Linked DNA regions of Sus scrofa: all the other regions are linked to region 1. A link is a contact called in public HiChIP or PLAC-seq data. All regions are on one chromosome and are shown on one strand. The core of a region is the stretch at or near the end of the contact, and the rest is flanking DNA. Distances in the headings are between cores, read along the strand shown.

Region 1 (4,143 bases), core at 966-3,465:
AGTTGGGAAGCAGGGCTGCACATGGACTAAACTGCTGATGGACAGACCCCGATGGCCCTTTTAATGCAAACAATTGATTCTGGAGGCAGGAAGGAAGCTGCTGCAAGGACTGCCCTGAAATTCTGTATCAGCATGCTCTCAGCTTTCTTGTTTTTTTCCTTTGGAAAGTGAATGCTCTCTAGACTGTTAGGCCAGGTCTGTGGCTTTATGCTTAAAGCATGGATTTTTTGAGTCGGAAAGGTGAATTCGAACATGGCTCGACCACGTGTTAGTGCTAGCCAGCTGTGTGGCCTTGCATAGGTATTTAACCTCTCTGAGCTTCAGCTTCCTCAACTTTAAAGTAGGGATGTGTTATTGTCTCAAGGCAACCAAATCACAAATGAGCAGCTTAGGACAACAATGGAACTTTCTCACAGGCCAGAGGTAGTCAGCAAATCTAGTAGTTAGCAGGTCTGCGTTCCCTCTGAATGTTCTCTGGGCATGTCTTTCCTTACCTGCTCCAGTTTCCGGTGGCTCCAGGCATCGCTTTGGCTTGTGGCAGCAAAACTCCTTTCTCATCCATCCTCACATCGCCTTCTCTTCTTTCTGTTCTTCCCTCTACTGTCCTTTACAAGGATGCTTATCAGTGGGTTCAATACGGCTTCCTCTAAAATCCTTAACTGTAATGACATCTGCAAAGAGCCTTTTGCCAGATAAGTTTCCATTCGCCAGTTCCAGCGGTTAAAATTGTGGCGCGTCTCTTTGAGAGCCACCTTCAACCCACTACAAGACCTAATCACACACTTACATCACAGATTGAAAAAGGAAAAACTAAGCAAATAGGACATGTTCAAGAAATGTTAGCCCTCATTCTTTTTATGATCATCGAACAGCTTCTTGGTTTTTAATTTCGATGTTTATTTTTGCTAGACTATCCGAACTGAGCAGTGGGCTCTATAAAATTAGACCTGAGGGGGGCAGTTGTAGGACTGCATTTAAACATTAAGATTTAAGTGATGTAAAAGATATAAAGTTATAATGCCTTTGAACATTTCATGTGAGAATCATGGCTTCTCTCCCCAAAGTGGCTTGGAAGCCATGGAGCCTCTATTATCAGGATACATGCAGATCATAGAGCTTTAAAGAAACAATATTTCTCATAGTTTTAGCAGCCAGGAAAGGTCATGAGGGATCAAGGATGCTAGTGAAATGCCAGCCACTCCACTCTATAAGATTTGGAACGAGGACTGCTATTAGAGAAAACCTTTTATTTGAGACTGAAATAAATGGAGAGTATTTCTGGGCTTTGGATGTGCCGTTTTTTGAACAAACAATTCATTTGATTAAAAATGAAGTCAGTGAAATCAGTAGAGCATGACTTCAGGATTGTGGGTCTTTACTCGGATTCTCATTGAGAGGACTGCACTGCCAGCGATAATTCTGCGCCTCAGATCCCTCTTCTGGTGGAAGAAAGCCCACCCCACCCCCCAGGGAGCTCAAACTCTCCTTGAGGGTATTTATTCCGAACTCCCAACTCAAAACTGTAGCCTTCTGAAATTCCTTTCCATTCGTTATTAGAGATGGCATTTGTCCCCTTATAAGTTTTCTCCCTCTTTCATCAGTTCTTACCTGTCCACCCCAGGGCAGGCAACACCGATCTGGTTCATACTGATTCTTCAGTGTGTTCTGAGCACCTGCCAACACTCCAGACCCTTTCTGGGAGCCATGGGGGATGAGATGTCGAGTACTGGTTTCTGTCCTTCTGCCTCTGTGGATGTATCCATTCGTCTGTCTGAGCCTGTGTCTGGCTCTTGTCATACTGTGATGAGCAGTCACTAAAACACTTTCTGAATCTTAATCTAGTCACTTCTAAAAGAAAGCTGAACAGCTGAGGCCAAAGAAATAATCAACCACTAAGGCCAGAGAAATTAATAGATCTAGTTCTCGTTCATGTCTGTCAATAAAGGGCTCTAAGAAGAACCAGGTTTGCTTCTGCATAAACTCATCAAGGAAGCTTTGTGTGTGGCCGTTGGTACTGTTGTAGCAATTCCTGGTTGCAATTCCTGGCTAGTATCTGCTTTTATTCCTCATGCCACTTAGGGATGAGATCTGAAGAAATGATACTATGATGAAATGATACTGAGGATGACAATTTGGTCATTCTTACACAACAATGCAGCAAAGAGGATGAATGTTTGCTCTTGAGGCCTCTTCTCACAATGGACACCAGAGGGCGGTGCTTATATGAAGAGATTTTAGCATCAGGCAGAGAAGCATGTTTGTCTGCAGGAGCAGGGTGCCTTTCATGTTTGAAAGATTTTTCTTCACTTTCCTTCCCAGGCATTATGTATCCATCCTTCAAGGTCCAGCTCAAATCTTTTAGCTTCTAAGAAACCACATCTAGGAGTTCCCGTCGTGGCTCAGTGGTTAACGAATCCGACTAGGATCTATGAGGTTGCGGGTTCAATCCCTGGCCTTGCTCAGTGGGTTAAGGATCTGGCATTGCCGTGAGCTGTGGTGTAGGTTGCAGATGCGGCTTGGATCTGGCATTGCTGTGGCCCTGGTGTAGGATGGCGGCTACAGCTCCGATTAGACCCCTAGCCTAGGAACCTCCATATGCCCTGGGATCGGCCCTAGAAAAGGCAAAAAAGACCAAAAAAAAAAAAAGGAAAGAAAAGAAAGAAAAAGAAACCATGTCTAACTCTCCTGGCGGAATAAACTGCCCCTCATGGTACTTTAAATAAAACTTGATTTTAGGCACTCTGGTATACAGTGGCACACCTCTAATAAGCCTGCTCATGGTTTACCAAAGTCCCAGCACCTGCTCTTGCCTCCTGTGTACTTGTTGGTAAATACACATACCCTGAAAAATCACCAAAACTACTACTATTATGTCTGCTATTATTAGCCAACCAATCACTTTAAAGCTAATCATTTCAAAATACTGATAAGCTATCACTGCCTGTAATACTCTTTGACTCCCCACTGTTGACACTAACCAGCTCTAAACATAGGTTAACTCCTTCAACGCCAGGTTAACACACCACTTTCTAGCAATGGCATTTCTTTCTAGGAGGAGCTAGAGCACTGTTGTAAAGCATCTTTCTCCAAAGGCCATGGCTGGCCGATGGACTCATCATTCTCAAGCCCTTCTTCTTCCTCTTCCTGCTCTTACTGAGGACACCTTCTAGGCATTGCGAATGTGTTGAAATTCTGTTGGCCTCCAAATGGGGTGGGCACTATGTTTCTTTTCCATGAGTTGTGGACAGGAAATGCTCAAGACAAAACCATTGAAAAGTGGGCTTGGTTGCTCTTAAAAAGTAAGTCTGCTTTTTTAAAAAAAGAAAAGTAGGCTGGTGGAGCGGGAAAGAGAAGTTGCTGGTCAGTGGGTATGAAGTTCAGTTGTGTAAGTTGAGTAGGTTCTTGAGATCTGCTATACAAAGTATCTCTGCCCATAGATAATAATACTGTACTGCACACTTCAATGTCGATTAGGTGAGTAGACCTCATGTTGAGAGTTCTTACCACAATAAAGAAAAAGAAAAAAGGAGAGAGAGGGAATAAAGTGGGTTTTTCTTGCCCTGTTAAAGCATTTGCCTCTTGGGGAGTTCTCTTGTGGCTCAGCTGGTTAAGAACCTGACATAGTCCCCACGAGGATTCGGGTTCCATCCCAGGCCTCCCTCAGTGGGTTAAGGATCCAGCGTTGCCACAAGCTGCAGCATAGGTGGCAGATGCAACTCGAATCTGGTATTCCTGTGGCTGCAGCATAGGCTTCAGCTGCAGCTCTTGTTTGACCCCTAGCCTGGGAACTTCCATATGCTGCAGGTGCAGCCAAAAAAAGAAAAAAAAAAAAGATTTACCTTTTGTTCTTCCACACATGGAAAGTACAATTCCATTAACGACTATAAGAAACAACATATATCTCCAGACACCAAGAATTCCCCAGAGGTCATGAGTCTTTCCTTGTGTTTTTAGAAACAGACACACAAACCAATAGAAGCTACAGCAATGGGACTGAAACATGACATGAAAGGCTAGTAATTGTGTGTGTGTGTTTATAATTTGAATGATCCTAGAGCTTTTTTTATACATGATAGGACATAACTTTTATGGCTTCAGAAGACTCACCAGGAATCACTTCCTTGGGGCCAGCTGTATTTTTGC
Region 2 (4,143 bases), core at 742-3,241, 120 kb after region 1:
TTCTACTCTGATGAAATAGCTATCCTTCTTCTCTCTTACGTAAGAATTGAAGCAATCAAGCGTTTTAGCGATCTTACCCCAGATTTCAGATGCTGGCTCATTGAGGTTGAGGACTCTGTTTTAGGTCACAGGCCACTAGGAACAATTCTTTGTGCAGCCATGGGCATTCACATAGCTTGGTACATGGCTGAGGTTACATCTTGAGTCAATACAGGGGCACTTGGATGTGTAGATGCAAAATAGAGTCCTTTCCAGTCACTCAAGCCTGGTCTATTTCTGGATGGTTTATCTGTTAAAATCTGGAATTTCTCCAGAAAGTCATAATGCTGAACTTTAAAAGGAAAGAATTAATTAAGTGTTGCTGAGCATTCCACTGGAAGTGAAAGATAATTGCTTTTTAATACAGATGCCAACCTTCCATATGGGAAGGGCAATAAGGATTTCAATGGAGGGTGGAGGTAGTTTTATTTTGTTGGTCACAGAGGAGGCTCTTTGGCTTTAGAAATACGAAGTAATACTTTTGCAATAGGTTAAAGATCAGTAACTCCATTTTGTAGAGGTGGACTGAAAAACTTAAATATTTTCTTTTCCATTTGTACTTCTGAACTTGCTCTTGCAGGAGTTCCCATGGTGGCTCAGTGATAATGAAACTGATGAGTTTCCATTAGGACACAGGTTTGATCCCTGGCCACGCTCAGTGGGTCTAGGATCCAGCAATTGCCATGAGCTGTGGTGTAGGTCACGGATGCAGCTTGGACCTGGCATTGCTGTGGCTGTGGTGTAGGCTGGCAGCTGCAGCTCAGATTCGACCCCTAGCCTGGAAACTTCCATATGCCATGGGTGTGGAACTAAAAAGACAAAAAACAAAAACAAACAAACAAACAAACAAAACTTGCTCTAGCAAATGTGTCATCGTCTTTCAAGAAGTTGTAGCCCTTGTTGTGCATTCGGTTTGCCAAGATACAAATTATTGTATCATTTCTTCTCCCAAGAAGAATGTAAGTGTTGAACGCACAGGGTTAGTTGGTACTCTAACCTGACCTTCCACTACAGGGCCCCCTTCTCCATCACCTCTCAGACTGTGGTTCAATCACTGCTTAAGTGGTGCCTTGGAAGGAGAACATCTTCTGTGGGAAAATATAAGCTCGGGTTTGTACAGGTCGATGGTGAACTTTTACTATTTGGGAGCTTTGTGTAAGTTACTCAAGCTCTTTGATTTCTGGTTTCTCATCTGTAAAACTAAAATAAATGTGCTAACATGTGAAAAGGATCTGGGACATAGTGTGTCCTCAGCCACCCTTTACTGGTCTTTCCTCTAATTACAAAGGTCACAACTTTGAGACATAAACGTCCCATTGCAGGAAAGCCCTCTTAGAAAATATCGATTCACCTTCCTGAAGTATCTACTGAAACATGCTAATTTATCCATTTCTTTATTCGTTCATCCAATAAACTTACTTCGTGTTTATGACATGCTTGAGCATTGGGAATTCTTTGCTGATGTCATAACCAGAGACGGACATAGGCTATTATAAAAGTATTACACAGTGTCTCAAGAGCCATAATGGAGGTATAAATGGCACTTTGAATGGAATGTTCTAGGAACATAGAGCAATGATAAGCTCTTCTGGGTTGGATGCAAAGATGCATAGAACAAAACGAGCATATATATATATGTAGGAATGCCCAAGGTAGATTTTGCACATTAAAGCACAATTGAATAATCCTACTTGATTTTACAATAGGTAGCCGTTCGAATATCTGGGAACATGTATTATATATTTTAAAGAGTGCGTACTCTATCCCTTTGTTTTTATTTCTCTTTATGAAGAACTTGTTACCCTTTGTAGAGGGAAGAAGCTTTAGCTTCTTGAGATCACTTTGGGAAGTTAGACATCTTTGTGCTTTGTCACCTCATATCTGCCTGTTCTTACATATTTGCTTACAGCTCTTTCTGATTTGTAAGTTTTTGCATCTGGAAAGAGGATTCTGAATGAGGTAGTGCAAGATTAGTCAGTGTTCTAGCAAGCTCTCCGGCACAAAATGTGCCTGGAGATGAAACATGTACACACAGAAGCAAAAAGCAAATGAATAATAGGATGAGTCAGACCTATTTTGTCAAGAATCGCTGTCAGTTTCCCTTGAATAAAACAGAAAAGAGGAACAAAAGACTTTGCCTCAGAAAGTGCTACCAACCATCCGGCTATTCTTAGGGCGTTCAAGTTCATAACAGTCTTTAGTGAGCAGACCATTTTAGTTCACTTCCTTCAGGCCAGATCTATATCATTGTATCTTCATAAGAATAATCCTTGGAATTCTTAGAAATATATTTCAAGGGAAACTTCAATTCGAGAGAAATCCTGACCCAAATTTCTAAGAGGCTTTAGGTAACATTTATGATTTGAAATTTCCTGGACCTTAGTAAAATAAAAACCGAACAGTAGTTTTCCACTTTTGTGTGATATCATCAAACAGTACTAGATCTGTTTTATACCCCTCATTCTCAATCGGAAGAGTAAGGATCTCATCTTCTTGTTCTACTCTTATTTGTATTTACTTATCTTAAAAGTATAGGTTTTGCTTTAGTACAGTTGTGAGTGACCTAAAGGTTTTAGAATAGTGTAAGAGTTACATACGTGTTATCAGAGTTATCTGGAGGTGAATTAAAGGTGGAATTTCTTCCATAATTCTTACAACCCACCCCAGGTTGTAGAATATATATGTGTATTTGCTTTTTAGGGCCACACCCCATGGCATATGGAAGTTTCCAGGCGAGGGGTCCAGTCGGAGCTGTAGCTGCCAGCCTATACCACAGCAATGCAGGATCCAAGCCACATCTGTGACCTACACCACAGCTCATGGAAACACCAGATCTTTAACCTACTGAGCAAGGCCAGGGATCGAACCCACATCCTCACGGATGCTCGTCAGGTTCATTAACTGCTGAGCCATGAAGGGAACGCCCACACTTATATTTCTGATCTCCTGGCAGAAATATATAAAACTGCCGTAATAATTTGCTTTCATGTTCCCTCTACTTTACATATGCCTCTCCAATCTTTAAACAGCTCACTCTTTTTCACAGATTTCACCTTCCGTGAAAGTCCAGTCTAAAGTAGCTACTTATCACATGATCCCATTCTAATTTGTTGGTGTACTCCTTCCATCATTCATTCATGCCTAAGAATAGCATCCTGCATTGTCCCATTCATAAAATATGACTGTTTTGAACTTGTTGTCGAACCCTTCTATGTGACGGCCCTGTTGCAGGACAGAGTGGTGATCCAGCCTTTGTGGAGGCAGCCGTGAGGGAAAACTGGGATGGTCACATCAATAAATGCAGGTGATAAGCATATGCTCCTATGCCTTTGGCATGCTCCAGTGCCCTGGAGGACAAGGACCTTGTCTTAAGTGGAGAACTGGGGAAGGTTCCCCGAGCAAATGCAATTTCAGTTCCGATTTGAAGAGTGAATACAAGCCACCGTAGCGCATGAGGGGAAACGCCATGCTGTGTACGTGAATGCACGGGTGCCCCTTGGGGTCAAGGGGTTGTTTCAGGCCCTTGTGGCAGAAACAGAACCTGTGATTGGAGCAGATACAGGGACCTAGAATAAAGCCCGGTCACGAAATGCAAATTTGAGGTGTCCAGTTAGAAAAGTCTGGGGGTAGATGGAGAGGCCAGAGCCAGAGAAAGGAATTGGGGGTCCTTGGCCTATGGATGCCATTTAAAGCCATTGGACCAGATGAGACAGAAAGGAGTCTAAGGCAGAGCTGAGGTTAGCATTTCAAGTCACCAGGATAAGGAAGAGCCAGGAGGGGTGAAAACTAGTAGCCGTTCAGGAGGAAAGAAAACCAGAAGGGAGTGTAGTCACAGAAACTAGGAGATGGATGGATTTCAAGATGGAGGAGGTGGCCAGAAAAGTCAAGGAAGACAAGAAAGTGAAGCCCCTTGGGGAGTAGGCAACGTAGTTTGCAGGTGCCTTTGGCAAGCGCTGCCTCTGGCATGTAATGGTGTCAAAAACCCAACTGGAATAAGTTGTGAACTTCAGAACACAGGGTGAAAAAGGGAAGGCAGCAACTCAAAGCAACCATTTGAGGAAGCTTCAAATACATTCCCCCATGCGCCTGAAGATGAAAAATTTT
Region 3 (4,143 bases), core at 412-2,911, 80 kb after region 1:
AGACAGAAAGCTGGTTAGAGTTGCCTAAGGGCTGGGGAGAATGGAGAAAGGGAAGTAACTGCTACTGGATGTGGGGTGTCTTTGGGGGTAATGAAAATGTTCTAAAAGTAAATAGTGAAGTAATCCTATGCATAAACTTAAAACCACTGAATTTATACTTTAAAAGTGTGAATGTGATAGCATGTCAGTTGTATCTTAATAATAGTGCTGGGTTTTTTGTTTTTGTTTGTTTTTAAGGATTGCTCTAGGCATTAAGATGGGGTGATGTAGGTGGTCAGAGATGGGATACAAAAAAAATCATAAAAAAGCAGGTCTGCATTCAAGTCCTTCATTCTTTAAAAGGAATAACAAAATATACCAAAGAAGCAATAAAGAACATGGCAAAACATTTCATTTACTGTTCTATTTTATTCCCAAGCCAGATTTAATGTGCCTTGCTTACATGCAAAACACACATATAAAATGACTAGCTGAATTAATCATTTGCAGAGCTTTGGAGTCTAGAGTCTTCTATAGTTAAGACTTCATGGGTGATTCAGGCAGTAAATGATATAATTCAGAGACAAGAAGAAGGAGGCTGGATGAATTAGAGAGAATTTTCAAAAGGAGCTGACACCACTGCCAAATCTGAGATTAGGAGAGAGCAAGGAAAGAAAGGGATTTTCTGAGAGGCGGAGGAGACTGGGTAACCAAGGCATGTTCAGGAAGGAGCCTAGCACAGAAGAAGGAATGTGAGCAGACATATGGAAAGATGCCGTGGCGGCTTGGCTGCGGTGGGTTGGCTTATTTCTTAGGCCTGTTGCTCCTCAAGGGGGCCGTGTCTGCAGGCCTCACACGGAGCAGGCTTCTTCCCTGTGCCTCCTTGGAAAGAAAACTCAGACCACAGCCTCTGAGTCCTTGCCAAAGGGAGGCCCTGGTGTAATAAGTATCTTTATATTGTTGGAGCCCTGAAAAATGAAGCACAGGAAAAAAAGTGAAGTGACTTGCTCAGTGTTTTGCTGTCCAAGCATAAACACCTTTGAACTAAGTCTCCAAAGTCCCCTGATTATATACGTAAATACTACAAAGCATGGGTCGCCATGCTTGACTTGGCCAGAAGATGACAGCAGTCCGATTATGGGCAACAGCTCAGTATTTGTGCATTTCCCATACTGTTTAACTTCAGCAAAACAAGGACAACCTTTAGGTATGTGCTTTTCCATATGTAAAGCACAAGGAAAGGTATTAATGAGAAATTCTCACATATTTTTAAAAAATGAAATCATAGTATTCTTCTGAAAGGGGTAAAAAATGTAGTATAAGTGTCTGCTCTACGAGGAGAAAAGGCAGCATCAGTGTCTTAATTTGAGAACTTTAGGTGAAGATCCCTTTCAAACCCAGGCTTACATTGGAATTGACTGTGAAGTGTTGGTTAATTGTCCCTATTGTGTGACTTGTTGGCTTCTCCAGCTCAGACTGATGGGTTCCTCTGAACACCATCATTTCAGTCTGCTTTTCTGAGCAGCTGGGTTCTACAATACTGTCACAGGGAGCTTAGCTCAGCTCCAAGATAGGAAAAGCAGCTTCTTTCTTAGACTTTGACAGTGGCCTTTGGCCAATTGAGAAATGGCCCCTGTGTGCTTAGAATGAAATCTCCTGTAGTCATTTTAACCAGCAGAATGGTGGCTATAAAAAGCCACAAAGACTCTCCACGGCAGAGTGGAAGGAACCAGAAAGTGGCAGGGCTGTAGTGCAAGGTATCTGTATATCACGGACCTGAAACTATAAACAGAGGCCTGCATGCCTCATTTCATAAAAAAAAAAAAAGGATAGTTCTTATTTCCAAATTCCTAACCTCTGGACAATAGGCCCCTTATAAGTCTCTATTATCAAAAGAGGAGCTCGGCTGAGTTCCAGTGCAGTCTCGGATCCGTTTCATGCTATTGAGCTACACTAAGTGTCGACCAGAGGGTGTATAAAGGAGAACAGGAAGTCTATGTGGCCAAGGCAATTTGTAGTGGTCTGAAAGTACCTAGTTCTCAGAAAAGCAATTCTTGGTAACCATATTAATACTCTTAACCAATATGACTTGATGTATTTTTCTTCTTCTTTGACCAATTTATTTTTGCTTCAACAGAAATCAAAAATGAGAAGGACGGGTATGGGATTGAGAAGCAGAGACTATTATGTATGAGATACATGAGCTGCAAAGACAGAGAGTACAACACAGCCAGGATGTGGTAGTCGCTCTTTTAAACATTGTGACTCTCTATGTTATATACCTGTCACTTATGTAAATTGTACATCAGCTAAAGGTCAGTTAAACCTGGGGGGAAAGGGTATCAAAAATGAGTAGAAGCCCTACAAGTCTCCAAGTGGAAATTTTATGGAGGCCCTCTGCTTTTTCAGGCACATTCTCCAGGACTACAACAAGCTATAACTGAGGTCCATAGCATGTTATAGGTGTCCATTATACAGGCATTCCTTTTCTTGTACTTATGTGCTCTGCGTAAGGTATTAGATAGGCAGTGACCCCATGCATGTGGTAGAATACTGCTTGAGATTTATCACGTGGTTATAGGAGGGTGACTCAGCCTCAGCTGCCTTGTTTAGTAAAGAATCACCATCATTTCCTAATTAGAAGGCATCAGTAATCACACATGCATTGTCCATATGATTGTCCCCATGATGCATTTTTATTACCCCAGTGTGAATGGATGTGGAATGTCATACATGGAATATGAGTATTAGTCTATGTATTTGGGGCCCTAATCTTTATGCTATGACATCATAAATCCACGTAGCCATGTGATTATTATTACTGGAAACCTGAGCCCTCCTTCCAGAAACTTAGCATTAAGATTAAAAAAAAAAAAAAAAAAAACAAACTTAAACCAGTTCCGCATTCATTCTATTGCATTATACCACAGAGCACTGATCTTAGTGGGACAGTAGATTTATGGTCTCATTAAACAGGAAACTAAAATTTGGGCCACTTTACTCTCCATCAGACTTTGAGTATTTTAGGGCACCTATTACTTTTTCAAGGCAAGAAATCACTAAGAAACTAGCAGATAATGAAAAAAAAGAGAATCATTTGCCTTTTATATAAAATTACTATGAAATAATGACTGAACTGTAGACAATCTTTTGAATTACAGGGGAAAATTCTTAATCTTGACAGTCAAATACATTATGTAATACTCCCTGGAAATCAGTGAAGTTACACTGTGTATCTGCAAATTATGTGTCCAACCAGGAAATCAGTTATTCGTAGATCGCTGAAATACAGCAGTAGGAGTTCCTGTCACGGCTCAGCAGAAATGAATCTGACTAGCATCCATGAGGATGTGGGATTGATCCCGGGCCTCATTCAGTGGGTTAAGGATCTGGTGTTGCCACGAGCTGTGGTGTAGGTTGCAGACGTGGCTTGAATCTGGAGTGGCTGTGGCTGTGGCTTAGGCCGGCAGCTATAGCTCTGATTCTACCCCTGGCCTGGGAACCTCCATATATCACATGTTGGCCCTAAAAGGACAGAAAAAATTTTTAAAAATGAAATACAGCAGTAATCCTTAAAGCTCCATTTAGGCATGATTTTAATCTTCTACTCCAAACTTTCAATAGAGTTTATTTGCTGTTTATCTTCTAACAGAAAGAATAACATAAAAGGAGCAACTTGAAAGAGAAAATTCAAAAGGAATCCAACACATAAAATCTAAGTACTGATAAACCCTAAATTGGCCCCCTCATAACTTCACATGGAAGGCCATGGCTCCCTGTGTGAGTATCTATACTTGGCTTGAATCCAAAGCCACAGTCTCTAGCACTTCCAAATTCTGTTTACACAACTACAGTCAAATCCTGGGGCAAATGCACTAACCAAGAGCCTCCATGTCTGTGGTTCAAGATAAGCATTTATCTTTGCCATATGATGTATCTTTAATATAGTTTTCTAATTATTTTTTATTCTCTGATCGTATTATATTTACATGACATTCTTCCTCTTTCATGGTATCCAAGCCCCATCTCCCCTATATGCACATACATTCATGCACACCCACACACACAGACACACACCAAACCACTCACACATGCTCACACCACACACACACACACACACAAATACAGCATACCTTTTTGCCTAATCACACACTCACACACCAA

What was found. HiChIP or PLAC-seq counts read pairs in DNA pulled down with a chosen protein or histone mark.
Region 2: a contact with region 1 is called in an H3K27ac HiChIP or PLAC-seq map of alveolar macrophages. The contact joins two enhancer-like sites. A contact is called at or near these places in 18 of 47 Hi-C or Micro-C datasets (alveolar macrophages, blood, embryonic fibroblasts and 8 more) and 1 of 2 datasets of contacts at active chromatin or transcription factors (alveolar macrophages).
Region 3: an H3K27ac HiChIP or PLAC-seq map of alveolar macrophages shows a contact between it and region 1. The contact joins two enhancer-like sites. A contact is called at or near these places in 2 of 47 Hi-C or Micro-C datasets (embryonic fibroblasts and skeletal muscle) and 1 of 2 datasets of contacts at active chromatin or transcription factors (alveolar macrophages).

What each region holds. Positions count from the first base shown.
Region 1 is chr15:126,664,518-126,668,660 of Sscrofa11.1, reverse strand. The region is part of intron 1 of DOCK10 (dedicator of cytokinesis protein 10); the gene reads left to right. Among named protein-coding and RNA genes, the nearest start is that of DOCK10, 45 kb to the left of the region's middle. Within about 2 kb of position 2,215, at least 4 of the 83 cell types and tissues checked have an H3K27ac peak or open chromatin away from gene starts, as enhancers often do. A contact at or near this core is called in alveolar macrophages, where this site is marked.
Region 2 is chr15:126,543,324-126,547,466 of Sscrofa11.1, reverse strand. All of the region lies in intron 7 of DOCK10 (dedicator of cytokinesis protein 10), which reads left to right. Among named protein-coding and RNA genes, the nearest start is that of DOCK10, 170 kb to the left of the region's middle. Within about 2 kb of position 1,991, at least 7 of the 83 cell types and tissues checked have an H3K27ac peak or open chromatin away from gene starts, as enhancers often do. A contact at or near this core is called in alveolar macrophages, where this site is marked.
Region 3 is chr15:126,584,354-126,588,496 of Sscrofa11.1, reverse strand. The region is part of intron 2 of DOCK10 (dedicator of cytokinesis protein 10); the gene reads left to right. Among named protein-coding and RNA genes, the nearest start is that of DOCK10, 130 kb to the left of the region's middle. Within about 2 kb of position 1,661, at least 19 of the 83 cell types and tissues checked have an H3K27ac peak or open chromatin away from gene starts, as enhancers often do. A contact at or near this core is called in alveolar macrophages, where this site is marked.